5 separate regions of the Mus musculus genome follow, and regions 1, 2, 3 and 5 are each linked to region 4. The links are chromatin contacts, called in public ChIA-PET, Hi-C, Micro-C and promoter capture Hi-C maps. All regions are on one chromosome and are shown on one strand. Each heading gives the region's core, a stretch centred on a gene start, on an enhancer-like site or on the middle of the called end of the contact. The rest is flanking DNA. Distances are from core to core; before and after follow the strand shown.

The links. A called contact is a pair of places that touch in the nucleus more often than the background predicts. ChIA-PET counts read pairs in DNA pulled down with a chosen protein or histone mark. Capture Hi-C pulls out chosen DNA fragments and counts their contacts.
Region 1: a Micro-C map of embryonic stem cells shows a contact between it and region 4, with 2.1 times the contacts expected there. The contact joins the promoter of 1700067K01Rik here to the promoter of Lyl1 in region 4. A contact is called at or near these places in 2 of 484 Hi-C or Micro-C datasets (the G1E-ER4 cell line and embryonic stem cells), 3 of 115 datasets of contacts at active chromatin or transcription factors (the SCID.adh cell line, bone marrow-derived macrophages and pancreatic cancer cells) and 3 of 9 other capture datasets (adipose tissue, liver and pancreatic islet).
Region 2: a contact with region 4 is called in a promoter capture Hi-C map of adipose tissue. The contact joins the promoter of Asf1b here to the promoter of Lyl1 in region 4. A contact is called at or near these places in 1 of 39 promoter capture datasets (cranial neural crest) and 1 of 9 other capture datasets (adipose tissue).
Region 3: an RNA polymerase II ChIA-PET map of effector CD8 T cells shows a contact between it and region 4, with 16 read pairs. The contact joins the promoter of Podnl1 here to the promoter of Lyl1 in region 4. A contact is called at or near these places in 2 of 39 promoter capture datasets (cranial neural crest and second pharyngeal arch cranial neural crest), 1 of 115 datasets of contacts at active chromatin or transcription factors (effector CD8 T cells) and 2 of 9 other capture datasets (adipose tissue and pancreatic islet).
Region 5: a contact with region 4 is called in a Hi-C map of B cells, with 8 read pairs. The contact joins the enhancer-like site here to the promoter of Lyl1 in region 4. A contact is called at or near these places in 1 of 39 promoter capture datasets (pre-B cells), 1 of 484 Hi-C or Micro-C datasets (B cells), 1 of 115 datasets of contacts at active chromatin or transcription factors (large pre-B cells) and 2 of 9 other capture datasets (adipose tissue and liver).

Annotation. Positions count from the first base shown.
Region 1 is chr8:83,999,026-84,004,004 of GRCm38.p6, forward strand. 1700067K01Rik (RIKEN cDNA 1700067K01 gene) reads left to right here and starts at 2,438. Exons shown (of 6, transcript NM_183097.3): 1 at 2,438-2,880; 2 at 3,836-3,977; 3 at 4,091-4,191; 4 at 4,271-4,456; 5 at 4,900-4,979. The coding sequence starts at 2,552. It overlaps Samd1 (sterile alpha motif domain containing 1), which reads left to right. Exons shown (of 5, transcript NM_001081415.2): 2 at 1-215; 3 at 299-395; 4 at 491-602; 5 at 692-1,390. The coding sequence ends at 850.
Region 2 is chr8:83,952,714-83,957,836 of GRCm38.p6, forward strand. Asf1b (anti-silencing function 1B histone chaperone) reads left to right here and starts at 2,981. Exons shown (of 4, transcript NM_024184.2): 1 at 2,981-3,224. The coding sequence starts at 3,116. Gm10644 (predicted gene 10644) reads right to left here and starts at 2,620. Exons shown (of 5, transcript NR_169070.1): 1 at 2,390-2,620.
Region 3 is chr8:84,122,644-84,127,346 of GRCm38.p6, forward strand. It overlaps Podnl1 (podocan-like 1), which reads left to right and starts at 3,346. Exons shown (of 10, transcript NM_001013384.2): 1 at 3,346-3,458; 2 at 3,563-3,784; 3 at 4,585-4,678. The coding sequence starts at 3,456.
Region 4 is chr8:84,698,033-84,702,956 of GRCm38.p6, forward strand. It overlaps Lyl1 (lymphoblastomic leukemia 1), which reads left to right and starts at 3,425. Exons shown (of 4, transcript NM_008535.2): 1 at 3,425-3,955; 2 at 4,608-4,924. The coding sequence starts at 4,632. Trmt1 (tRNA methyltransferase 1) reads left to right here. Exons shown (of 17, transcript NM_001164559.1): 13 at 153-261; 14 at 361-437; 15 at 1,107-1,226; 16 at 1,309-1,438; 17 at 1,571-1,776. The coding sequence ends at 1,732.
Region 5 is chr8:83,746,649-83,751,358 of GRCm38.p6, forward strand. No RefSeq gene overlaps it. Among named protein-coding and RNA genes, the nearest start is that of Adgre5, 7.7 kb to the left of the region's middle. Within about 2 kb of position 1,448, at least 217 of the 459 cell types and tissues checked have an H3K27ac peak or open chromatin away from gene starts, as enhancers often do. A contact at or near this core is called in B cells, adipose tissue, liver and 1 more, where this site is marked.

The DNA.
Region 1 (4,979 bases), core at 1,188-3,687, 700 kb before region 4:
TGAGGGCTCAGAAGTGCCCGAGAGTGACCGCCCCGCAGGTGCTCAGCACCATCAGATTAATGGAGAGCGGGGCCCTCAGAGTGCTAAGGAGAGGGTCAAGGAGTGGTCGCCCTGTGGACCCTACCAGGGCCAGGATGAAGGACGGGGACCAGCACCTGGCAGCTGCACACGGCAGGTGTTCCCGATGACAGCTGTGAATAAAGAAGGGGGATCAGGTAAGGCCCCCTCTGGATTGGGGCAGTGCTGAGCAGGGAGCTGTGATCCCTAGCCTGACTGCCCTCTGCTTTTCCTTTCCCAGCTTGTGTTGGAGCAGCTCCAGATTCTCCATCTCCGGTGCCTTTGCCTCCAGGAAAACCAGCTCTACCTGGGGCTGATGGGACACCTTTTGGCTGTCCGTAAGTTGAGGCATTGGGAGCGTTGGGGGTTAGCACCTGGGTGTTAGGCAATCAGAGCTGTGTCAAGGTCACTGTTGCTCTCCATTCTGATGCAGTCCCGGGCGCAAGGAGAAGCCGACAGACCCAGTGGAGTGGACAGTCATGGATGTGGTGGAATACTTCACTGAGGCGGGCTTCCCAGAGCAGGCCACTGCTTTTCAAGAGCAGGTGAGTTCCCAGCCTGGGCCTACAGGTGTGTGTACGCACAGAGGGCCTCACGGGTGTTCACTGACCCTGCCCGTTTCTGTCCTGCCCAGGAAATTGATGGCAAGTCTTTGTTGCTCATGCAACGGACAGATGTGCTCACTGGCCTATCCATTCGCCTGGGCCCAGCCCTGAAGATCTACGAGCACCACATCAAGGTGCTTCAGCAAGGCCACTTTGAGGATGATGATCCTGATGGCCTTCTAGGCTGAGCACCCAGCCATGTCCCCACCCCAACCAGTCCAGACTGCACCCAGGGCGGCTCCATAGTCCAGGAGCTGGGCATGGGTACACTCAACCTTCCTAACAGACTCCAGGGAGGGGGTGCCCTTCTCCATTCTCCCCCTTTTCTCACACCCCTGACCTTAGTTCACCCCTCTCCACAGCAGTGGAGTATGGGGTTGGAGGACTTGGTTGGCTCATTTACCTGGGGTCACCCTTTCTCCCCAGACCAGGACATTTTTGAAAAACAAAAAAACGGGAGCTTCCTGTGGCCCCAAACCCCTCTTCAGTTCAGCCAGATGTATCTTATATGTGTTTTGTTCTGCCTATTCATCCTGGTGGTGGTTTTTTCCTCGTCCCACCACCCCCGTGTCCTCCCCCTTGACCCCCAGCCTCTGGGGAACAGGTGAGGTAAGGGACCTTGGGTCCTCTTGTCCTTCCCTTTCTGTCTGTCTACTATTGTACCACCTGGCTGTATTGCTTTTTAATATTGCACCGAAGGTTTTTTAAATAAAACTTTAAAAAAAAAAGTTCATTTTCTGTATGGAGGAAGAAGGTGCTAAAAGCCTCCTTGAAGAGTTTAACATTAAGACAGTAATGTGGTGAGGCAGAATAGCTACGGCTTCCCTCAGCCCACTACTCAATGGGCTCACCAAGTATACAGATAGAACGTCTCGGTTCTATCTCCACCACCACAAAAAGAGACGGTTTTTGTGGCTGGGCTTGGTGGCACACCTGTTATCTTCACACTTCAGAGAGGGAAGTCGGATCAGGAGTTCGAGACTAGACTTACCTACATAGTTAAAAGGCAGCTTGGGCTACAGGCACTCAGTCCTGTCTCAACAATGACAAAATCAGTCTAGGACTGGAATAGTTCCTTTGTCTTCTGCCATCTCATTCCAGAACCACCTGCTCAAGTGTTTGTTGAGTGACTAACAGTTAACTGCACACTTGCTGAGCGTTTTGTTGTCACCTCTGTAGTTTGGTGAAGCAGACGTCATAAAACTCATTTTATAGACAGGGCAGCTGGCTTGACAAAGTCAAATTGAGGGTCACACAGGACAGTGTGACACCTGTTGCTGCGTACTTCCAGCCTTGTAATATATTTGGCTTCCTAGCCTGTACTTAAATACCAGTCAGTCTTTGCACGTAGCAAGGAATCCAACCTACAAGTGTTCTGGGACCAGTGCGGGCATACTGGAACTAAAAAGACGATGGGATAAGATCACCCATCTGAGGATTTTTATTGTATAAGTAACCGCTGTATCACTAGGCCTTAGGAAGGTCAAAAGCAGATCCCAGCTCCATCAGTTAAGAGATCTTGGGGTCACCTGCTGGGGTGTAGCCTAGGCCTCTGGGTAACCGTCACAACCCCCATCCAGTCCAGTCAATTGCCTGGGAAGAGAAAAGGCGCCTAGCTGCGCACCGCAAACACGAGGCAGGTCTGGGGCTCCGCCCTTGGCAGCACCCCGCGCGCCAGGTGCCCGCCGAGCTCCGTGCGCAGTGCAGGCCCAGGCTGCGCGCCCTCCGCGTGCTGAAATTCAAAAGAGGCGAAAGCCCCGCGGGGCGGCGCCGGCAGAGACGTCGAGGCCGGGCTGAGTGCGGCTGCGCTCACTGCCCAAGCCGGTCGGCCCCAGGTGTGTGCGCTCCCGGGACGCCGCAGGAGCTGGAGGAGCCTACTGTGGACGCGGATGGCTGCCGAACCCTGGTTCACGGGGTCGCTGGCCCTAGGCCCCGGAGAAGCACCGCCTTCGGAGGAACTGGGACCCGGGCCGCCGCCCTATGGAGACCCTTCGTGGTCGCCCGCCGGGAGACCCGAGACTTCAGCGGAGCAGGAGCCCCAGCGGGCACAGCCCATGATGGAAGCTCCAGCCTCCACGTCCTCCCGGGAGCCACTGGCAGCGGAGCTCGGGCCGGCCCCTGCTCGCCTCCCGCTGGACTCTATGTTCAGCCCCATCACTGACCAGCTCCGTTACCTGCTCAGGAAGGCGGATGACTTTCAAAGCTACTTGCTCTACAGGTGACCCTGCACAAAGGCCGAGGTCCCAGGAACAGGAGGACAGGCTGTGCAGCCCACAAAGGCCAAAAACTGAACTCAGGGCCCAGAGATACAGTATACGAGTCTAGCTAATTAGGAATACATTTTACTAGTGCACCAAGGGCTGTGAAGAATTGAGAGGCAGAAGCAGGCAATGTATAGGCCTTTAGGGTAGCAAAATATTTTTTCTTTTTTTCTCTAGAACTTTGATTTTGGTTGGTTGGTTGGTTGATTGGGCCCATATTTTTCTTCTTGAGAGAAGGTCTCATTCCGTTCTGGTTGGTGAGCCTCCTTCCTCATCTTCCCTACCAAATTTGAAACGCTCTCTTAGCTTTTTAAAACCCTGTTTAATTCAGGTAACCAGGTTCCATCTGCATCAACTCTAGTCAGAGAACTTCTGGTATGAGAGGCCACCCTCCACTCCCAAGGAAAAATGCAGTGTCCTGACAAGTGGAAAGGGCTGGGATGTCTTCGGGAGGCTTTCTGAGCGAGCTTCGCTCTACAGTTTTGAGAGAACTTGGTTGTATATACCCCCAAACACACTGGGGGTGGAACTCAGGCAAGCATTCTGTCTGCCACAGAGTTGTGCTCCCTGCCCAGGTGCCCACACTTTAACAAATGTTTCAAAGGACAGATGCAGGTGGTTCTGAAAGACAACGGAGAAAGACTTGGCATTTGGGGGGGGGGTCTTTCTCTTGGGGAAGCTTTTCCTATGCTGAGCTCCAGCCTCTCACACCTACTTCAGCTCCCAGCCCCCCTTTTTAAAAAATGTTTAATTTGGGGGTATTGGAACCCAGGACTCTGGCGCATGCTATGCACATGCTCACAGCACTGAGAAAATTTCATCAGGGTTCAGCCCGGGATACAGGTGGAGGAGGGGCACCTAGAGATGAAAGGGGAGAGATGCCACATGAAGGCCCCTTTCTCCCTTCAGCAGGGACCGAGTACAGAAGGAACAGCTAGCCAAGGCCATGCCCACCTTCTTAACAATGTGTGAACCATACTTCTTATACCTTGAGGCTGCAGCAAGGAGTGTCCCTCCCATCTATGGAGCCCTGCAGGAGTTGGTCCGGAAGGGGGTGTGTATAGTAGCTCTCTTTCCAGGCCCCTTTCACCTTTAGACTCTGCCTAGGGGTAAGAGGGTTGCTTCTGGCTGACTGCCTGAGGTCATGAAGTCCCACCTTCCATGCAGTTGCTGGAGATCTCCCAGCAGCTAACACTGCGCTTGGAACAGTTAGTTCTCATGTATGCCTCCTTTGGGTTCGTGGACCTGGAGGAAACCAACCCTTTGAGGTAAGTGGGCAGGAAACGGGGCTGTGGGGGGATGGGGTCCAGGGCCCAGCTTGCTGTCCATCCTCCTATCTCCCGCTAGCATCTCCTGCTTTTTCTGCGGGAGGTTCTCCATCAGCCCCTCCCACGACGTGTCCATCTTCCGATACTGCACACCAGCTGCCTATACTGCCAGTCACTTCCCAAGATACCTCTATAAGAAGATGCGCTGGAACCTGGAAACCACCACAGAGGCCAGCAGCCAAGGAGCAGACTCCCATGTGGATTAGTGAGTCCCCTTGTCAAAATCAAAGTCCTCTCCTTCCTATACCGATTGCCAACCTGAGCCTGCCTATACACCACCACCAAAGAGTGAAAAGCAAGACAAAACTGAACGCCTTCTGCAGTGCTAGGGTAAAACCCAGGGCCTTGTGTATGATTGATCAGCACTGAGCAACACTTTGAACCTTGGTTTTCTTAACTCCACCTTCCCGTTAAAATAAAAGTCCTCTTCTTAGCCAGGGCTATACAGAGAAACCCTGTCTCAAAAAAAAAAAAAGTCCTCCTCTTCAGATTAGGCCACTAGGGAGGAAAGTCCTGAGTACTGAGTCACATTCCTACCTGAGAACTTGAGGCAACTTCTGATTTGAACTTGAACCTCACCCCCAGAAGTAAAGCCTTCAGCAGAAAAAAACTAAAGTACTGCTTTTCCTTCTGATCTCTTCCTCTCAGCTACTTCTTGTGTTATCGAGATACATGGGAGGATGCAGGCCAGGGACCAGCCAATTCCTGCCCCCAGATCCAGAAACTCT
Region 2 (5,123 bases), core at 1,731-4,230, 750 kb before region 4:
TGGGAATAAAGGTGTGCACCATCAACGGACAGACCAACTGACTGGCAGGCGAGCTTTTAAAGATGTAGTTGTTTTAGTTAACTTTTCTGTTGCTGAGAAACACAACAAAGGCAATTTATAAACAAAAATTTAATTTGGCTTAGAGTCCATGATGGTGGGAGTAGAAGCATGGTGGTAGGAAGAGCTGGGAGCTCACATCCTGAGTCACAAGCAGGAGGCAGAGAACATACAGAGAGAAAACCTGTTCCTAGTGATACACCACCTCCAAAAAGACCACACATCCTGAGCCTTCTTAAACAGTTCCACCATCTAGGAGCCAGGCACTCAAATATACAAGCATATGGGAGCCATTCTCATTTGAACCACCATACTTGGGAACAGTTGGGATTGAAGTACATGAACCCATAGTTTCTTTTTCCTTTTTTGTTCTTTTGGGGTGGGGGCACTGTGTATAGCTGGTTGTCCTGGAATGTCAGGAGTTCTCAAACTCACAGAGATCTTTCTGCTTCTGCCTCTTGAATGCTGAGATTAAAGGAGTGTGCCACTACACCCAGCTGTTTTTCTAAAGATTCATTTATTTTTATGTACTATTGTTTTGCTTGGCTATATGTATGCACAGCACATGACTGCCTAGTGTAATCAATGGTAAGAAGAGAGTTTTGGATCCCCTGGAGCTGAAGCTATCTATAGACGATTGTGAGTTGCCATGCCACCTGTAGGCTGGAAACCAAACTTGGGTCCTCTGGGGTTTCTTGTTTGGGTTTTGTTTTATTGTTTTTGTTGTTGTTGTTGTTTCAAGACAGTGTCTCTCTATGTTGTCTGGCTGTCCTGGAACTCAATCTGTAGACAAGGCTGGTCTCAAACTCACAGAGATCTGCCTGCCTCTTAATTGCTGAATAATTGTTCCAGCATTAAAATAAAAATCCTTAAATAATAAGGATATATATTCTTTTTTTTTTTTTTTTTTTTTTGGTTTTTCGAGACAGGGTTTCTCTGTATAGCCTTGGCTGTCCTGGAACTCACTTTGTAGACCAGGCTGGCCTCGAACTCAGAAATCTGCCTGCCTCTGCCTCCCGAGTGCTGGGATTAAAGGCGTGCACCACCACGCCCAGCTAAGAATATATATTCTTAAATATTATATACTTAAACAATATGAGTGCAGATGCTTACAGAGACCAGAGGACGGTATCAGATCCTTTGAAGCTAGAGCGGGTTGGAAGTCAGGTCCTCTGCAAGAGCAGTATACTCTTAAAGCACTGAACCACTTCTCTAGCCCTCAAATTCCTCATCTCACAAGAATGGCCTTGAACTCCTAACCTGCCTCCTAAGTGCTGAAATTACTGGCTTACATTTTCTTTTTTTTTTTAATATTTATTTATTTATTATATGTAAGTACACTGTAGCTGTCTTCAGACACACCAGAAGAGGGAGTCAGATCTTGTTACAGATGGTTGTAAGCCACCATGTGGTTGCTGGGATTTGAACTCAGGACCTTCAGAAGAGCAGTCGGGTGCTCTTACCTGCTGAGCCATCTCACCAGCCCCTTACATTTTCAACTATAAATTTTGTGAAATATAAAAGGTCAGATACCTCTTTCAAATAAAAGTGGACAGTCCCATGCTAGGTTACAGACCTGTTTGAAATGTGAAACACATACAGGATCCCAAAGACTTCTCAATGAGTAAAAAGGTGCAGGATAGCTCATTGGTGTTTTTAGAATGGTCATATTTGAAATGATTATTTTTGTCCTATTTAGTTAAGTGTCTATTAAAAATCATATTCATTGCTTCTTGGCCTTTTTGCATTGGCCAAGTATGAAAACTAATTTACTTACTTCCCCAAACTCACTGTGTAGATCAGGCTGGCCCACAGAAGTCTGCCTACCTCTGAGTCCTGAGATTAATGGCACGCATCTACCTTTCCATTTTGTTTTAACCTTTAAAAGATGTGATTGGTAAAGGTTGTGTAAGAAGCTATGACAGGGTATAAAGAACCAGAAAGTAAGGAGAAAAGGTAAGTTTCACAGACAGCGGCAGTTAACTGGTTTGGTTTTGGATCAGGGTTTCTCTGTGTAGCCCTGGCTGTCCTAGAACTTGCTCTGCAGACCAGGCTGGCCTCGAACTCACAGGTCCACCTGCCTCTGCCTCCCGTGTGCTGGGATAAAAAGCGTGCGTCACCGAGCCCGGGCTGAAAGACAGAGTGCAGAGGCAGGATTCAAACCCTGGTCTGTCCACGAACCAGAACTCCCTTCGGACTGAGACTCGATCCTGTATCCCCTCTCATCGCTACGCCATCTTGTCTCAGGGGTGATCTAAACCTTCTCGACAGTCTCCTCGACCATGATTTTCAAAGGTAGGAACCCCTCAGGGTAGTCCCCAGAAACGCTCACCTGCTGACAGCCGCCTAAACCGCCCAGGCCACTCTCTCCTCCTTAAAGCTTTTCACTGTGAGGGTGTGCGATTTCCACAGCTCTCCAGCCCGGCGTTCCTCACGCCCACCATAATAGCCAATCACGTCTCAGAAACCCGCTTACGGCCACGCCCACGATCGATACTCAATCACTGCGAGTGCGAGTGCCGTCTTCTCAGCGCGTTTTAGTGAGAGTCGCGCGCCACCGTTCGGCCGTTGGTGGCGCTGCTCTCTGTGAGGTGCGTCTACCGGAAAAGCGGAACGAGGGGCGGGGGATGCCGGTGCGGTAACCCTTGGGATTGGACAAGAGAAGTTCCGCGCTCTAACTCCGCCCACCCCGGAGCGAGCTATTCCAGTCGGAGACTCCAGGGATTGGTTCCCGATAGACCTTTACGAAGCTAAGAGATTAACGTTCCGCCTCCTGGGGCCCGTGAAGAGGGAGCTTCTCTGATTGGTCTGAGGGTCCAGGCGCGCGCCTGAAGACGCCTCGAGATTGGCTGATGGCTCGCGCCGTCATCGGTCCTTAGCGGCGATTGGCTGGAAGGCGGAGCCGGCTATTTGAAGGGAGCGCGCTGAGCGGAGGAGCGCTTCAGAGGGAAGAGTTGGGAGACGCAGGGAGGTTTCCGTCCTGTCGTCCCCCCCTTCTTCTCTGTCGCAAGTCACTGTGAAGAAGTCTCCACAGCAGCTGCGGCTCCCGGGCGCGGTGATGGCCAAGGTGTCGGTGCTGAATGTGGCTGTGCTGGAGAACCCGAGCCCTTTCCACAGCCCCTTCCGGTTCGAGATCAGCTTCGAATGCAGTGAGGCCCTGTCTGACGGTGAGGCCGGGCCTGAGCCGGGGACCCCAGACCCTCCTGCCCTCGGGGTTTCGCCACCCCCAATCTCCCGGGGCCAACTAGATCTCCCATTAGATACGCCTCCATGGCCCAGCTCCGGTCTCTCGGTGGAGCCGGCTCTGTCCAGTGTACATTGTCTGGTGGAGGCCTCGTCACCCTTCGTCTTGCACCGCTTGTCCTTGTACGCTTTCCCTGGAGACCCGCAGCCACGCCTTTTCCCTATGGCTAGACCCCGCGTTGATGCCCTTCCTCCTAAGAAACCATCCACGTGTCCTATGGAATCCCAACCTCCAGTCCCGTCCCCCCCCCTTTTCCTTGTGGGTATCTTTTCCTACAAAGCAGCCAGACTCTTCTGTTGCCCTGTCCGCCCATGTCAAGACCTTCTTCACCCCATGGCTCCCAAAAACCCCCTCCCCAGACAACTCCAGATTTGTCCCCCACAACTCCTGCTTGCCAACCGTAACAACATGGTGTTGCCTATAAGCCTTCTTCCTTTAGGTTAGTCCCAGATCCTATGTCTGAGCTCCCTCTGAGGAGAGATGGGGGCTTCTGACTCCAGGCTTTGTAGGTAACTTGGTCTCCCCAGCTCCTGGTCTGGGTGAATGTCCTGAGGTGAGGGGTGCCACAGCCAGGCAGGCCTCTTCCAGTTTCTGAGATTTCTACTAGCTGCCAGCTAACTCAGTGCAAGGAACCCCTCATCCCTTTTGATGGGCTGACCTTGTCTGGGGAGTGGGTGGACTGACCAAACAGGGATGGGATCCAACTTCCATCAACTGGGAGGCCACGGGCTTTTGTGGATCTTTCACAGAATGACTTAATTCATCTGTGGGACATAAAGGTGGACATGGCTCTCATCACACAGATGAGAGAACAAGAGCCATAAAGAGCAAAAGACTTTCAAATAAATCCATGAACATGTAAACTGTGAAGTCACTTTGGATTCTCAGCTCCCCAGCAAAAGGCAAGTCCTGTTTTCAGAGGACCTGCTTTCAACACTCCACGAGACCATTTCTCTACTGAGTGTTGAAAGGATGTAGCAGCTGAGGAGGTGGAGCTCTGAGAGCCTAGGCTGTGGCAACTAGTGCCTCTTGGTGGCTGTTGGTGGTATTCAGTTAAGGCCAGCCACTCCTGTTCACTTGGAGCTGCTATGTGTGTGCTTGGGGTGGGTCAGTGGCTCAGCCTCTCCCTAGTTTCTTACCCCTTAAGTTTAAATGAATCTACTTATGACTAACTATAGAATAAGCTGGGTTAAATCCTTACTGGAACAAGGCAGGGTGTAAATAAATAAATAAAAGGTAGAGTAACAGTGTGGAATACGATTTATTTGGAAGCCAAGAGGAGATATAAGGAGCTGATAGATTAAGGGATTCACAGTTCCCAGATGCTGAGAGATCAGGTTTCAATCAGTCTGTTTGTGCTCCTTGCATTTAAAAATGGTTGCATGGTCATTGCCTAGTATTACTTTTATTCCTTATTTATAGAACCAGAACAGCGAGGCTAGAGTCAGCCTGTTGGTCATGTTTTAATAGGAGCAGGGTGATTTTTCCAAGTCAGCCAGATAGTAGTAGAAGCATTATCATTGAAGTTTGTCTCTGAGTTCTGAGTCCAGATTGTTTTTATTTATTTATTTTTTTTTTTAGTTTAATTTGTGGGTGTGGGCCAGAGAAACTGCAAGTGGTCTTTCTCAATTGCTGTCCACCTTTTTTTGTTTTGTTTTGTTTTGTTTTTTGTTTTTTGTTTTTTCCAGACAGGGTTTCTCTGTATAGTCTTGGCTGTCCTGGGACTCACTTTGTAGACCAGGCTGGCCTCGAACTCAGAAATCCGCCTGTCTCTGCCTCCCAAGTGCTGGGATTAAAGGTGTGCGCCACCACTGCCTGGCCA
Region 3 (4,703 bases), core at 2,096-4,595, 580 kb before region 4:
GCCTCGAGAACTGGAGTAATGGAGTTATGGCTACTTGTGAGCTAACATATGGGTGCTGGGAATTGAACCCCAGTCCTCTGGAGGAGCAGCCAGTGCCTTTTTTTTTTTGGTTTTTGGTTTTTGGAGACAGGGTTTCTCTGTATAGCCCTGGCTGTCTTGGAACTCACTTTGTAGACCAGGCTGGCCTCAAACTCAAAAATCTGCCTCCCAAGTGCTGGGATTAAAGGTGTGTGCCACCACTGCCCTGCTATTTATTATATTCTTCTTAAGACAGAGCCTCAAGTCAGGTGGTGATGGTGGACTCCTTTAATCCCAGCACTTGGGAGGCAAAAGCAGATGGATTTCTGTGACAGCCTGACCAATGAAGGGAGTCCCAGGACAGCCAAGGATACACAGAGAAACCTTGTCTTAAGAAACCAAGAAGAGGTGGGAGTGGAGATGTCACAGAGTCTCACTGTATATCCATGGTTAGCTTGGACCTTGTCTGTAGACCAGGATGGCCACTACCTTTGCTTCCTGACTGCTAACATTAAGCGTCTGTCCCACCCTACCTGATTCAACTTCTAAGGGTTTTTTTTTTCATAATTTATTTTTATTTTATGTTCTTTGGTGTTTTGACTGCAGTTATGTCTGAAGGTGTCAGATCCACTGGAATTGGAGTTACAGACAGGTGTGAGCTGTCACATGGGTGCTAAAAGCGAACCCAGGTCTTCAGGGTTGTTATTAACCGCTGAGCCATCTCTCCGGCCCCTCCAAGGTCTGAGTCTCCTTTAGAACTTCTTGGGAGTTCTAGTTTCTTTTCTGTCTTGGTGAAAACGCTGACCAAAGCAACTGAAGGTAGAATAAGGTTCATTTCATGGCTGCTCATAATTTGCTGCTGAGGGAAGTTGGGGCAGGAGCTCAAGCAGAGGCTTTCTCGGGAGCTGGCGAGGAAGGCTGCCCGCTGTCCTGCTGTCTGACTGGTGCCTGCTGTCTGACTAGTGCCTGCTGTCTGACTGGTGCCTGCTGTCTGACTGATACCTGCTGTCTGACTGGTGCCTGCTGTCTGACTGGTACCTGCTGTCTGACTGGTACCTGCTGTCTGACTGGTGCCTGCTGTCTGACTGGTGCCTGCTGTCTGACTGACTGGTGCCTGCTGTCTGACTGGTGCCTGCTGTCTGACTGGTGCCTGCTGTCTGACTGGTGCCTGCTGTCTGACTGGTGCCTGCTGTCTGACTGACTGGTGCCTGCTGTCTGTCTGACTGGTGCCTGCTGTCTGACTGGTGCCTGCTGTCTGACTGGTGCCTGCTGTCTGACTGGTGCCTGCTGTCTGACTGGTGCCTGCTGTCTGACTGGTGCCTGCTGTCTGCTGGTGCCTGCTGTCTGACTGGTGCCTGCTGTCTGACTGGTGCCTGCTGTCTGACTGGTGCCTGCTGTCTGACTGACTGGTGCCTGCTGTCTGTCTGACTGGTGCCTGCTGTCTGTCTGACTGGTGCCTGCTGTCTGACTGGTGCCTGCTGTCTGACTGGTGCCTGCTGTCTGACTGGTGCCTGCTGTCTGACTGGTGCCTGCTGTCTGACTGGTGCCTGCTGTCTGACTGACTGGTGCCTGCTGTCTGTCTGACTGGTGCCTGCTGTCTGACTGGTGCCTGCTGTCTGACTGGTGCCTGCTGTCTGACTGGTGCCTGCTGTCTGACTGGTGCCTGCTGTCTGCTGGTGCCTGCTGTCTGACTGGTGCCTGCTGTCTGACTGGTGCCTGCTGTCTGACTGGTGCCTGCTGTCTGACTGGTGCCTGCTGTCTGACTGGTGCCTGCTGTCTGCTGGTGCCTGCTGTCTGACTGGTGCCTGCTGTCTGACTGGTGCCTGCTGTCTGACTGGTGCCTGCTGTCTGACTGACTGGTGCCTGCTGTCTGTCTGACTGGTGCCTGCTGTCTGACTGGTGCCTGCTGTCTGACTGGTGCCTGCTGTCTGACTGGTGCCTGCTGTCTGACTGGTGCCTGCTGTCTGACTGGTGCCTGCTGTCTGACTGGTGCCTGCTGTCTGACTGACTGGTGCCTGCTGTCTGTCTGACTGGTGCCTGCTGTCTGACTGGTGCCTGCTGTCTGACTGGTGCCTGCTGTCTGACTGGTGCCTGCTGTCTGACTGGTGCCTGCTGTCTGCTGGTGCCTGCTGTCTGACTGGTGCCTGCTGTCTGACTGGTGCCTGCTGTCTGACTGGTGCCTGCTGTCTGACTGACTGGTGCCTGCTGTCTGTCTGACTGGTGCCTGCTGTCTGACTGGTGCCTGCTGTCTGACTGGTGCCTGCTGTCTGACTGGTGCCTGCTGTCTGACTGGTGCCTGCTGTCTGACTGGTGCCTGCTGTCTGACTGGTGCCTGCTGTCTGACTGGTGCCTGCTGTCTGACTGGTGCCTGCTGTCTGACTGGTGCCTGCTGTCTGACTGATGCCTGCTGTCTGACTGGTGCCTGTTGTCTGACTGGCTTCCGCTCCAGCTTGGCTGTCTTTCCTGTAGGCCAGGGCTACCTGCCTGAATCCCAGGATCCCCAATTCCATAAGCGCTGGGAACTGAACTCATGTCCTTTGGGAGAGCAGCCAGTGCTCTGAACCACTGAACCACCTCTCCCACCCTAGGTGTTTGAGTTGACAGACCTTGAGGAAGAGGCCTCTTTCATGTACATTTGACACGTCGCTTGTTTTTTAGACAGGCTCTTACGCAGCTAGTACTGGCTTCGTCGGTATCTTCCTGCCTCAGTCTCCCTAAGCCCTGAGATTGCAGGTCTGTGCCTACAACATGCTGTCCTCTCAGTTGCATTAGCTTACTGAACTCTACAAGGTTCCTGGAAGGTGAGACAACCATGACCAGTTGCGGAAAAGGAAGCTGAGGCAAATAGCCCAGGGTCAGACAGGCAGGCCAGCACCCAGCTCTCACGGACACCCACCAGCCTCTGCCTCCCTTACATTAATTTCCTTCCAAGAGCCATGACTATCTGGGGAGTGGGCAGTGGCTGCCAGCCAGGCATGAGAACAGAAGCCTAATCCTCCCTTGAGCCCTTCTGGCTGGCTTCATCTCCTTGGGGACTCTCTAACGCCTGCCCCATCCACTGGCACCCCATTCCTGTCTGTGGTCAGACCAAATACCAGATAGGGTGATTCTCAGCTTTTCCTCAAGTATTCGTCATGGCTGTGGCTCGGCTCAGGCTGGCTGAGGTTATGAAAGTGGAGCTGGGGTGATTGGAGCAGGCAGGGAATGAGGGATGGGCTAGATGAGCCCTCGGCCTGCCCTCTTCAGGGAGGGGAAAGGGACAGTCATCTTCTCAGGCCCCGCGGGGTGTGTGTGTGTGTGTGTGTGTGTGTGTGTGTGTGTATGTGTGTGTGTGTGCGCGCTCTGTGCTGAGAGATGGAGGGCAATTGTAGTCACAGCAGACACTGGAGGACGTGAGTGCTGGACAGAAGCTGGGGAGAGGCACAGCAGGGCTGACTATGGTGAGTTAGGCAGGGAGGGTCTGAAGGCAGGTCTGCCCATCCCCTGCCTGGTTCTGCCCACTGGTCCTCACCAGGTGGCTTTCTGGCCCCTTGCTTTCCTCCAGAGGCCTCAAGAGCTGCTATTGCTGCTCCTGATGCTAAAGTGGTCGTTAGCACACACGGAGGACCCTGCCTTCCCACACTTGGGTGACAGCTCACAGCCCCTCCCGAGGCCCTGTCCTTGGCGCTGCTCCTGTCCCCGAGATGACACGGTGGACTGTGCTGGTCTGGACCTGAGGATATTTCCAGACAATATCACCAGAGCTGCTAGGCACCTCTCCTTGCAGGTAAGGGCTGGGGATCTGAGAGGGAGGCATAGGGCAGGGTTCATGTGGGAGGTCCACATGGCAGAGCTGAACCTGCCCTTGCTCTGGTTCCGCTAAGCCAGGCCAATGTCAGAGGTAGAAGCATCGTGTGTCCCGAGAGTGGAGTTTGGGGTCAGAATCTTAGGACTTACGTTGTTTTGGTCAAAACACTGAGTTCAGCTGCATGGTTGTGGCATTCGCCTTTAATCCCAGCGCTGGGGATGCAGAGGAAGGCAGATAGATCTCTGTGAGTTCAAGGCCAGCCTGGTCTACAGACTTACAGCCAGGGCTACAAAATTAGTCAATAGTTGTGATGTTGGAGGTCACAGGAGTATTTTGGAATGGTTTTGGGCAAAAGGGTGTTGGGGGCTGAGATCAGAGTCTGTTGTAGTGGCCCCAGTACTAAGGACACAAGTAGGAGGCCATCCTTCACTGCAGAGTGAGGCCCTCTGTTGGGGGATGGGGTGTTGGGGAAGGCTAGAGGAGTGTCAGAGACCAGGTTCAAAATCAGCAGCCCATGTGGCTTCAGGCCCAGGGTAACCGTGTGGTTTGCTGGGTGGTGCAGTAAAGAGCTTAGTGCCTCACAAGCCTCAAGGTTGTTTGGGGTCACGGAATGGGATGTCTTCTTTTCTCCTCCTCTTCCTGTTCTCTCTGGAGATATTAGAGATGAACCCAGGGCCTGCCTTGTGGATGCTAAGCAAGTGTTCTGCCACTGGGCTGCACCTCCAGGTTGAGTTGAGGAGCAAGAGACAGGCCTTGGTGTGACTGTCTTTATTCCACAGAACAACCAGCTTCGGGAGCTCCCCTACAACGAGCTGTCCCGCCTCAGCGGCTTGCGCACCCTGGACCTGCATAGCAACCTCATCACCTCTGAGGGTGAGGGCCTCAAGCTGGGAACAAC
Region 4 (4,924 bases), core at 2,175-4,674:
CCAGCCCCTGGCAGGTAGCTTTGACGTCACAGTGTGACCTGGGTTGCTGTGAACAAAATGGCTATGCCATTCCACAGGACCTGGCTTGTGCCCACCTGGGTGAGCCTGTGCTTTGGGGTCTAGCCTCCTCTTTGTGGTCTCTGTGTACCCAGGTCAGCTCTCCTTCATGCTGGTTTCCGAGTCTCTCTCTCCCATGCTTGTAAGAATGCAGTGAAGACAGATGCTCCCCCTGAGGCCCTCTGGGACATCATGCGTTGCTGGGTGAGAGCAGGTGACCCCTGGTTCAAGGCAGGAGGGCAAGGAAGGGGTGGTGGCCTGGGTGCTCCTTGGGCTTACCATGTCCTTGATCTCTGTCCCCAGGAAAAGGAATGTCCAGTGAAACGGGAGCGGCTGTCTGAAAGCAGTCCAGCATTCCGAATTCTTGCTGTGGAGCCCAGGTATGGACAGCTATGCAGGGAACAGGCTACCCCTCAGGTGCAGCAGGCACATGTGCACAGAGCACGGGCACTGTTGGAGGGGAATCCAGAACCTCTTTTGCACCCTGTCTTCACCCTGTGCCCTTTCCTACTCTTTTGCATCATCTGTTCTTGAGTCACACATACGTGTGAGTATCTGAGTCAGATTACAGAGCACAGAACCCTCCATGGCTGGCTCTTTGGTCTGTAGCTCAGCACAGTCTGTCCCACCTTTGCCCAGGTCCATCTCTCTCACCTCAGAGATGCCTTCTGGACTGGACCACTCTGTTAAGCGTTGTATCCCAACTTGTCTTTTATGTCCTAACACAACACTATTTTATTATTTTTATTCCTTTATAGTGCTGGGGATAGACCCTAAAGCCTTAAGCATTACTGGGCAAGCTCTCTACCTGAGCCACACCCCTAGCCCTAGTCATTTCTGATTTGTCTTCTTGCTTGTCTGTCTCTCATGCTGCCAACTCAGCTCCACTGGAGCAGATCCAGAAACTCACTAGGAAATTCAAGTGGTTACTGAATAAATGAAAGAACTCTGAGCCTGGCAGACCTGTGGTGTTGCCTCAGGGTGGGCAGGTTCTGGGGCTGAGTTCACCCTGCATGGCCACTGCCTCCAGCCTCCACCCATTTGTCCAGGCTGAAGGCCAACTTCAACATCCGGGAAGACGCCAACCCCAGCTCCCGCCAGCGAGGACTTAAGCGCTTCCAGGCCAATCCAGAAGCCAACTGGGGTCCCCGGCCCCGTGCCCGGCCAGGGTGAGTGGTAATGTTGTAGAAGTGAGGGTTTTCCAGGGCTGGGCAAAGACAAAGTGGGGTACCAGCACCCCTCTCTGCACAGGGGCAAGGCAGCAAGTGAAGATCTAGCAGGGAGGCGGAGGCTGCTACAGAATAAGAGGAAGGAGCCAGCTGAGGACCCGGCCCAGCGTGCAGCTCGCCTTAAGACATTTCCTTGCAAACGATTCAAAGAGGTGATCTCTCCTTCCACCTTCCATGCAACTGGACCAAGGTTGGGCCTCTGGCACAGCTGGGGCCAGAGACTGAGGAAAGAAACCCAGCTCTGTGCTCACAGCCTGGGGCTTCACACCCTGTTTTCCCACCAGGGTACCTGTCAACTAGGGGACCAGTGCTGTTATTCACACAGTCCTGCAGCTCCTGTGGCCTCTGGTGATATCCCCATCGAAGAATGTCCAGAGACTACCACCAAGATCTCCCCTGGACCAAAGGCTGCTGCTGGGGGTATTCCTGGGCCAGGTGTAGACTGAGACAATAAAGAGATGTAACCTGCTGGTTGTCATTTTGAATTGGGAAGCCATCTGCATGGGGGACTCTGCCCGTCTGAGGAGTGGTTGTTCCTGCCTTACTGCAACTTTGTCTCTTTGACATGGAAACTGCTCTGGCTGCTCAGGAGAGCAGTTCATCAGGTGGCCACAGGGCGGCATCTGCAAACAGGCTGCCTCCCCTCTTCCAGCTATCCAGGCATTTCCTCCACTTCCCCAGTGCTCGCAAATCCCACTGCAGTCTCAATCCTATTGCCTGGTTTCTTGGGCTCAGCTGTCTGCAGTTGGTGTAGTGGCGGAAGCCAAACCGGAACCAGGCATTCTGTGCATCCGCTCCAGACCAGGTGCTTCCTGTCCTGCTTGCTCCTCAATAGGAGTATGCTCTCAGAACACAGGCGGCTGCTGAGACACCCAATGAAGAGACGTTCTCTCCCCTCCCCCTAGAGTAGAGGATTATTAATGTTAGGGGAGAGTCCTGGGGCAGAATCTCTCCCAGCACATGCACCCATCACCATCAGTCAGAAAGTGAAGCCCACTGTAGCAAGCTGTGCTAGAGGAGTCACTAGGGTGGGTAACTGGGTCTTTGGCTTAAGCACTTTGATGAGTCTGCATGGCCACTGAGCCCCTCTCTGGGTGTGCCCACAATTAACCAGATACAGGGGACAAGCCTCCTGGAGTGCCTGGGATTCAGCTCATCTTGGAAGTCCCCCTCCCCTTTTTGGGAGGAGGCAGAGTCTCTACATAGACCCGACTACTGAAACTCAATATTTAGACCAGGCTAGCCTTGAACTCAAGAGATTCAACTGTTGGGATCAACATGCCTGGCCCTTTTGGAGCTTACAGCTGGGGTCCCAGGATTTTTGTAACTTTTATACGGATTTTTTTTCTTTGACTTTTTCCTGCATGCATGTATGTGCACCATGTGCAAGTCTGGTGCCCTCAGAGTTAAGATGTCACATTTCTTAGAACTGGGGCTAGGGGGGGGCTGGCGAGATGGCTCAGTGGTTAAGAATGCCGGTTGCTCTTCCGAAGGTCCAGAGTTCAAATCCCAGCAACCACATGGTGGCCCACAACCATCTGTAACAAAATCTGATGCCCTCTTCTGGAGTGTCTGAAGACAGTGTACTTACATATAATAAATCTTAAAAAAAAAAAAAAAAGAACTGGGGTTAGTTATGGTTGTGAGCCATAACAAAGTGTGAGCCCTTTACAAAACCAACATGTGCTGTTAGCCACGAAGCCATCTCTCCAGTCTCTAGGTTTCCAGAATTCAGAAGATCACTCCAGAATACCTGGCAGTGAGGGATACCACCTAGTTGTGGTATGGCTGAGTAGCATCTTGGGGAACTTGGGAGCAACTTCTGGGAAACTCAGATATGGCTTTGACACTCATCTCACCCGCCTGGGCTTGGAAATACGTTAGCAGTGCCACAGGTTCGGGACACCTGCACCTCGGTGTCAGGACACGGCAAGGCCACATTACCAGAATTGTCTCCTTCCGGAGCCCTATTCCTGGGTGTGTGTGTGGGGGGGGGGGGTGCAGTCCACAGGGGGATCTGTAAAAAAAGAGGAACTAGGCTGAGGCTCATGGGTCATGGGGCCTCAGAGGACCGGAAAGGGGCCCCTTCCACCCCCATCAGCATAGGGGGTGGGGTTCAAAGCTAGACCAACCTCAGAGGACATCAGAGGCAGCCTTGCCACCTTTCCCCTTTGCACACGTTTGGCGCTGGGCTCCTGAGGGTTGGGGGGTCTTCCAGTGCTGTGGGAGCAGCAAACCCCGAAGGGTGACTAGCCGGGGTGGATCAGGAGGTGCGCGCTCCGTGATCCCTGCCCGCTGGTTTCCTCCGGGGTCAGCATTGCTTCTTATCAGCCGCGGCCAGGCAGCCAGACCCTTATCTGCACAGGCCCAGCATCCTCTGGCCTCTGCGCCAGCGGGTAAGAGGGAGGAAGCCAGGCTGTCGGGGGCGGGGGAAAGGGCGGGTCGGTCCAGGAGCAGCTCACTTTCTCTTGGAGGTACCCACCACGACGCCTCCGAAGCTACTCAGGCCCTCCGGAGCCCGGGAGGTGGCGCAGCCCAGCTCTGAGGCCCAACGGGAGGGATTACCTGGAGCACACCGGCCGAACTGGACAGTGGAAACTGTCTCCTGACCTGGACTGACAAACCTGACCACACAGCCGGGTTCTCCAAGCTGTGGAAACTGCTACAGGGTAAGAAAGACGCTTTAAACATTAAGGAGTGTCTGTGCCTGTATTCGGTGTTTGTTACTTCATTTATTTATTCATTCACTGGAAGTGAGGAGGCACTGAAATGTCCTCAGTTGGGGAAAACAGGGCAGCAATGTGGGAAGTCACACACTGGCAGGATACCCCAGACCTTAGAGCCCAGCAAACGTGGTAAGTAGGGTGCTGATGGGGTTGGGGGCCAGTAAGAGGAACTTTCAGCAAGGGTAGAGGCCCCTGGAATAGCCATGGAGAGGTGGCAGAGGGTGACTCTTGGAGACTTAGGAGGTCTTAGAGTTAGTCCGGAGATTCCTATCTTATTCCCAGCTGCAGGTAGGAGAGATTCTGAAAGATGGGAACTAGTTCAGAGACTGAAGATGCCCATTACAAACAATTCATAGGGTCAACGCTGCCTAGTATCTGATAGACACCCCCTCTTGTGGAGGAGGCTCCCCTCTTGTGGAGGAGGCCCTCCTTTTAGGTCCTAGCAGTTTCTAGGACCACTTTTCTACCTTTGATTATTGAACCCCCAATCCCTTTCTCGCCTAAGGGTGCTCTTACATTGAAAAGCTCAGGTTAAACAGGTGGGAGAAAGATGGTCTTTGGCCTTCCTTCCCCTTAACTTCACTCTCTCCCACAGGTTAGCATTCTATCCGTGGGGTCCATGTGCCCGCCCCAGGCCAGAGCAGAGGTGGGTTCCGCCATGACTGAGAAAACTGAGATGGTATGTGCCTCCAGCCCAGCACCTGCCCCTCCCTCTAAGCCGGCCTCACCTGGGCCCCTTTCTACAGAGGAGGTGGACCACCGAAACACGTGCACTCCCTGGTTGCCTCCCGGCGTGCCAGTGATAAACCTGGGACACACCAGGCCCATAGGGGCAGCCATGCCCACCACAGAGCTCAGTGCCTTTCGGCCCTCCTTGCTGCAGCTAACTGCCTTGGGAAGAGCTCCACCTAC
Region 5 (4,710 bases), core at 198-2,697, 950 kb before region 4:
TCTGATGGCCACAGAGGCCACTTGGAACTGGAGTTACAGAAGATTGTGAGCCACCCCCACAAAGGTGCTGGGAATGGAAGCCAGAAGAGTAGCCGAGCCATCTCGCCAGCTCCTATCTTTTTCTTAACTCCTAATAAAATCTTATTTTAATTAATTTCTTTTGTGTTTACTTGTGTGTGTCCCTGTGTGAGCATATGCATGTCTATGCAGGTGCCCAAGGGGACCAGAAGAGAGTGCTGGGTCCCTGGTGAATGCTGGGGTTTGAACTCATGTCCTCTGCAAGAGCAACCAAGAGAACTATAGTTTGCTTGTTTTATTTTTGGAAACAGGGTTCTGTGTAAGAATGGCTGTCCTAAAGCTGGGCGTGGTGGCGCACGCCTTTAGTCCCAGCACTCGGGAGGCAGAGGCAGGCAGATTTCTGAGTTCGAGGCCAGCCTGATCTACAAAGTGAGTTCCAGGACAGCCAGGGCTATACAGAGAAACCCTGTCTCGAGGAAAACAAAAACAAAAACAAAAAAAGATTGGCTGTCCTAGAACTTATTCTGTAAACCATACTGGCCTCAATTCAGAGATCTGCCACCTCTGCCTCCTGCGTGTTGGAATTAAAGTCGTAAGCTCCAGCAGCCAGTGCTGAGCCATACAGTCTCCTTTTCATATTATAATTATTACAACTGTTATAGTTCCTGATAGCTACTGTACATCTCACTTTTTCCTGAACTGTTGGAGACGGAACCCAAAATCCAGGTTTTTTTGTTTTGTTTTGTTGTTGTTGTTGTTGTTTTCTGACTAGACCGACAGACATTGCTATTTCTTTGTAGGCTTTCATAGCGATTCAACTCTGGAACATATTCATCCTCCCAGTAGCTCCAGGAGGCAGGCGGTATTCTTTCCACTTGACAGATAGGGGAACTGAGGCACGCAAGAGTTTAATGACTAGTTTGGTGGCACAAAGCACTCCGATCTACCCGATATGAGGGACTAGGCAAAGTTCTGCCCTTTTGGGGGAAGTGATATTTCTTTGGGCCTTAATGTCGCCATCTGTGAGTGGAGCTCATTGGGAACGTGAGGGAGTGACCCTGTTGCACCGGCATCGCTGTGACCGCAAAGACCAGCAGCTGCCTTTGAGGTATGGCGAGCAGGCTGGGACCTTGATACCTCACCAGAGCAGGTCCAACAAAACAGCACATGTACAAGCCTGGGCAGGGCAGGGGTCGATAGGATCCCGGGCGGAGGGACCATAACAGGATGCCACCGACTGGAGACAATGGCAGAGGAAGGGGCCGGGCAGCTCCGCGCGGATGAGCGAGCCCTGGGCTCCAGCAGGGCGGCCGCGCAATTGTGAGCATGGACAGCTGTCACAGAGCCAGGAAGCCCCACAGGAGAGGGAAGAGGGCGGGAAGCATGCTCTTCCTCCTACAGTCCCCAGCACCCGGGGTTCCCCCAAGTCTGGCGCCTCACAGCTGCAGACTCCTCCTAGCCGCAGCAGTCTCCTCCTCACCCTGTCTAATGAATCCCAGTCTGCCTGCGTGTGTCGGCAGTCAACGCAGCAACTGTATTTATAGTCATTGACAGTGCTGCGACAATGCCTAAATATAGAAGTTAGGCTATTTGGAGCCCCGGGCCTTTAGTAGAGTGAAGGGAAACACACCTGCCACCTGAGTTATCATTGTCCCTAAGGTCACCCGGCCTGACAGTCCCCTGGGGCTGGAGCCCTGGGGACTCATCCCTGGGGAAGTAGGAGAGGTTGGCGAGGGATGTGTGTAGCAGCAGAGTAAAAAGCCGGGGTGGTGGGGGAGGCCTGTTTCCCACTCAGAACTTGGGAGGCTCAGGTAGGAAGATCCTGAGTTCAAGGATAGCCAGGCTATGTAAGGAGAGTCTATGGGGGAGGGGGGAAGGGGGGCAGAGGAGGGAGGAATGAAGGGGAGGGCATAGGAGGGGCAGGAAAGGGGTAAGCTGCAGTCAAAGTCACTTCCACATATATGGAAAGGCACTTGGGGTGATAACGCTGGGAGAGACAATCTAGTTTTGGGGGAGTGCCCCCTTTAGGACTCTGGGTCTCATACCCACCTCCTTCCACCAACATGGGAAAAGGGACATGACTTAAATGTTCTCTTCTTCTAAGAAATGAAGCTGCAGGGGCATCCCCGAACCCCAAACAAGCCTAGCACCTAGCAACACACTTCCCCTTTCTCATGGGCCTCTTAGCTCACTGGTGGCAACAGCTGGGGACCCGGGCAGGAGTGGGGGTTGGGGTTATAAATAGACCAAATATAAGCAGCTGCTGCCACACAGTTCCACAGGAAGCCCTGCAGAGAAGGCTCTTCACAGCCAGCTGCACCCCATCCAGAGACCATTGATCACCAAGATTTGGGGCAGGGTGGGAGAATTCAAGGCTGAGGGCTTCCTTCCCCTCTTCCTTCTGTTCTGGGCTCACATGGAACCCGGAGCCTCACTTGGGCTGAGTGGCTAAGTGTAGGTAGCAGCCTTGGCTCTGTGAGTGACTGTTGATCACTGTGAGCACAGTTGTGATTGTGACTTTAACCCTGCCTCAGCAGTACTGTGTAAAGTACTTTGGAATGTTATATAGTTGTGGAAAAGGGAAGACGGCAAGATGGCTGGGTCTCCATGATGTATTCCTTTTATGTACTTTAAAAGCTGAGGGGCTAATTCCAGAGGCTGTGGGTTGTATCTACATCACCGCAGACAGGGAACAAGAACCAGGAGGAGTGAAGTGCACCTAAAATCCCCTTTCTAGGGGAGCTTAAGGCAGGATTAAAAACTTGAGGTCATTTTTCTCTTCTCTTTTCCTCCGCCATCATGTGCACGCATTACGCCTGATTTGGCTTCTCGCCACGTCTTCTCACAAGACTTTCAGAATCAAGCGATTCCTGGCCAAAGAACAAAAGCCAAAGCATCCTGTTCCTTGGTGGATCCGGATGAAAACTGGTAACAAAGTCAGGTTCAACTCTAAGAGAAGACCCTGGAGGAGAACGAAGCTGGGTCTGTAAGGCTTCACACAACAGCAAGACTGAGGGCTTATACCGAGTAGTGGTCATCAACCAGTCCTACCAGATGGAGTTCAACATTTTTAACCTGGAGACTTGCTCAGGTCTTAAATCAGGGTGTTTGTCCAGTAATAAAATATAGAACCTTAAAAAAAAAAACAAACTTGAGGTCAGCTTGGGTTACATGGTGAAAACCAGAAACAAAACCTATAAATAAATAAATAAATAAATAAATAAATAAATAAATAAATAAATAAATAAATAAATAAATAAAGGAAGGAAGCTTTAGGGAGAAGCAGAAGCAAAGGTTGGGGTGGGAACGTGGCTCTGTCAATAAAGTGCTTGTCACACAATCCTGAGGACCCAAATTCAATCCCCCAAACTCATGTAGAAATCCAGGCATAGCCCCCAGGTAGCGAGCCTCCTGCCTCCCCAGTGCTGGGATTACACATGCCTGTAATCTCAGCACTGGGGAGGCAGGGGACTCAATACCTGGCTGGTCTGGCCTAAGAGACAAGCTCTAGGTTCTCAGAGAGTGACTGTCTCAAAAACTCAGGTTACAGAGTTTGGGGGTTGGTCCTCAGCTCCAACAAAAGAATAGTAGGAGAGGAGAAAGATTGATGAAGACATAGTCCTCGGGCTTCTTCACGCTTACATACATTCATGCACACTCGTGAATATGGAGAAGACACAGGACTCTGGCACACATACATTTGTGCATACAGGTGAATATATATATATATATATATATATATATATATATATATACACACTTCTTTTTCTTGAGATAGTTATTATTCCTGGCTGTCCTGGAACTCTCTATGTAGACCAGGCTGGCCTTGAACTCAGAGCTCTACTTTTCTCTGCCTCCCAAGTGCTAAGACTAAAATTTGTGCCTGGCACAATTTTTTTTTTTGACTCATCTTACTTTACTTACATTAAGATTTTGTTTTGCATCAGGTGTAGTGACAGACGCCTTTACTCCCAGTGCTGGGAGACAGAGGCAGGCCGACCTCTGAGGTCAAGGCTAACCTTACTTTCAAGACCAAGTCAGTCGTGAGAAAACAATTCTTTTCTGTGGGTATGTGGTGTGTGTGGGAGGGGTGCACACATCTTGGCCCATGTATGGAAGTTAGAGGACAACTTACTCTACCTGTGTGGGATTTGTTTTCTCTTTTCAAAACGTGGGCTCCAATTTAAGCCTTTAGTTTTGGTCACTAGGCTTGGCAGCCAGCGCCTTTACCCATGATCCATCTTACTTGCCTCAATTTTTCGTTCTTTTCTCTGCTTTTTTAAGAAGGATGGAGCGCTGAGGGGGGGGGGTAATATCCCGATCACAGCACTCGGAAAAGGCTGCGTAGGATACAGGAGGACCACTGTGAGTTTAAGGCTAGCCTGAGCTACACAATGATGGGGGAGGTGGGAGGGGTGGTGGGGGTGGGGCGGGGCTGTTACTAAGTGAAATCCTGTTTTGAAATAAAACAAAAGAAAGAGGAGGAGCCAATAAAGCTGTTAAGAGAAGAACTAGAGGGAGGGAGGGGCTGGGCCAGATGGCTGCAGGAGGGACAGTGGACAAGGATGGGAGTGGGTCTGCGCACAGGCAACTGGAAGCTCTTGCAGCCCTGCTGGATACCAGGGACACTTGGTGTCTCTGTGACTTGCAGATCCCTGCCTCCTCCTCGTTCTACAGGAGCTTTCTGGGAGC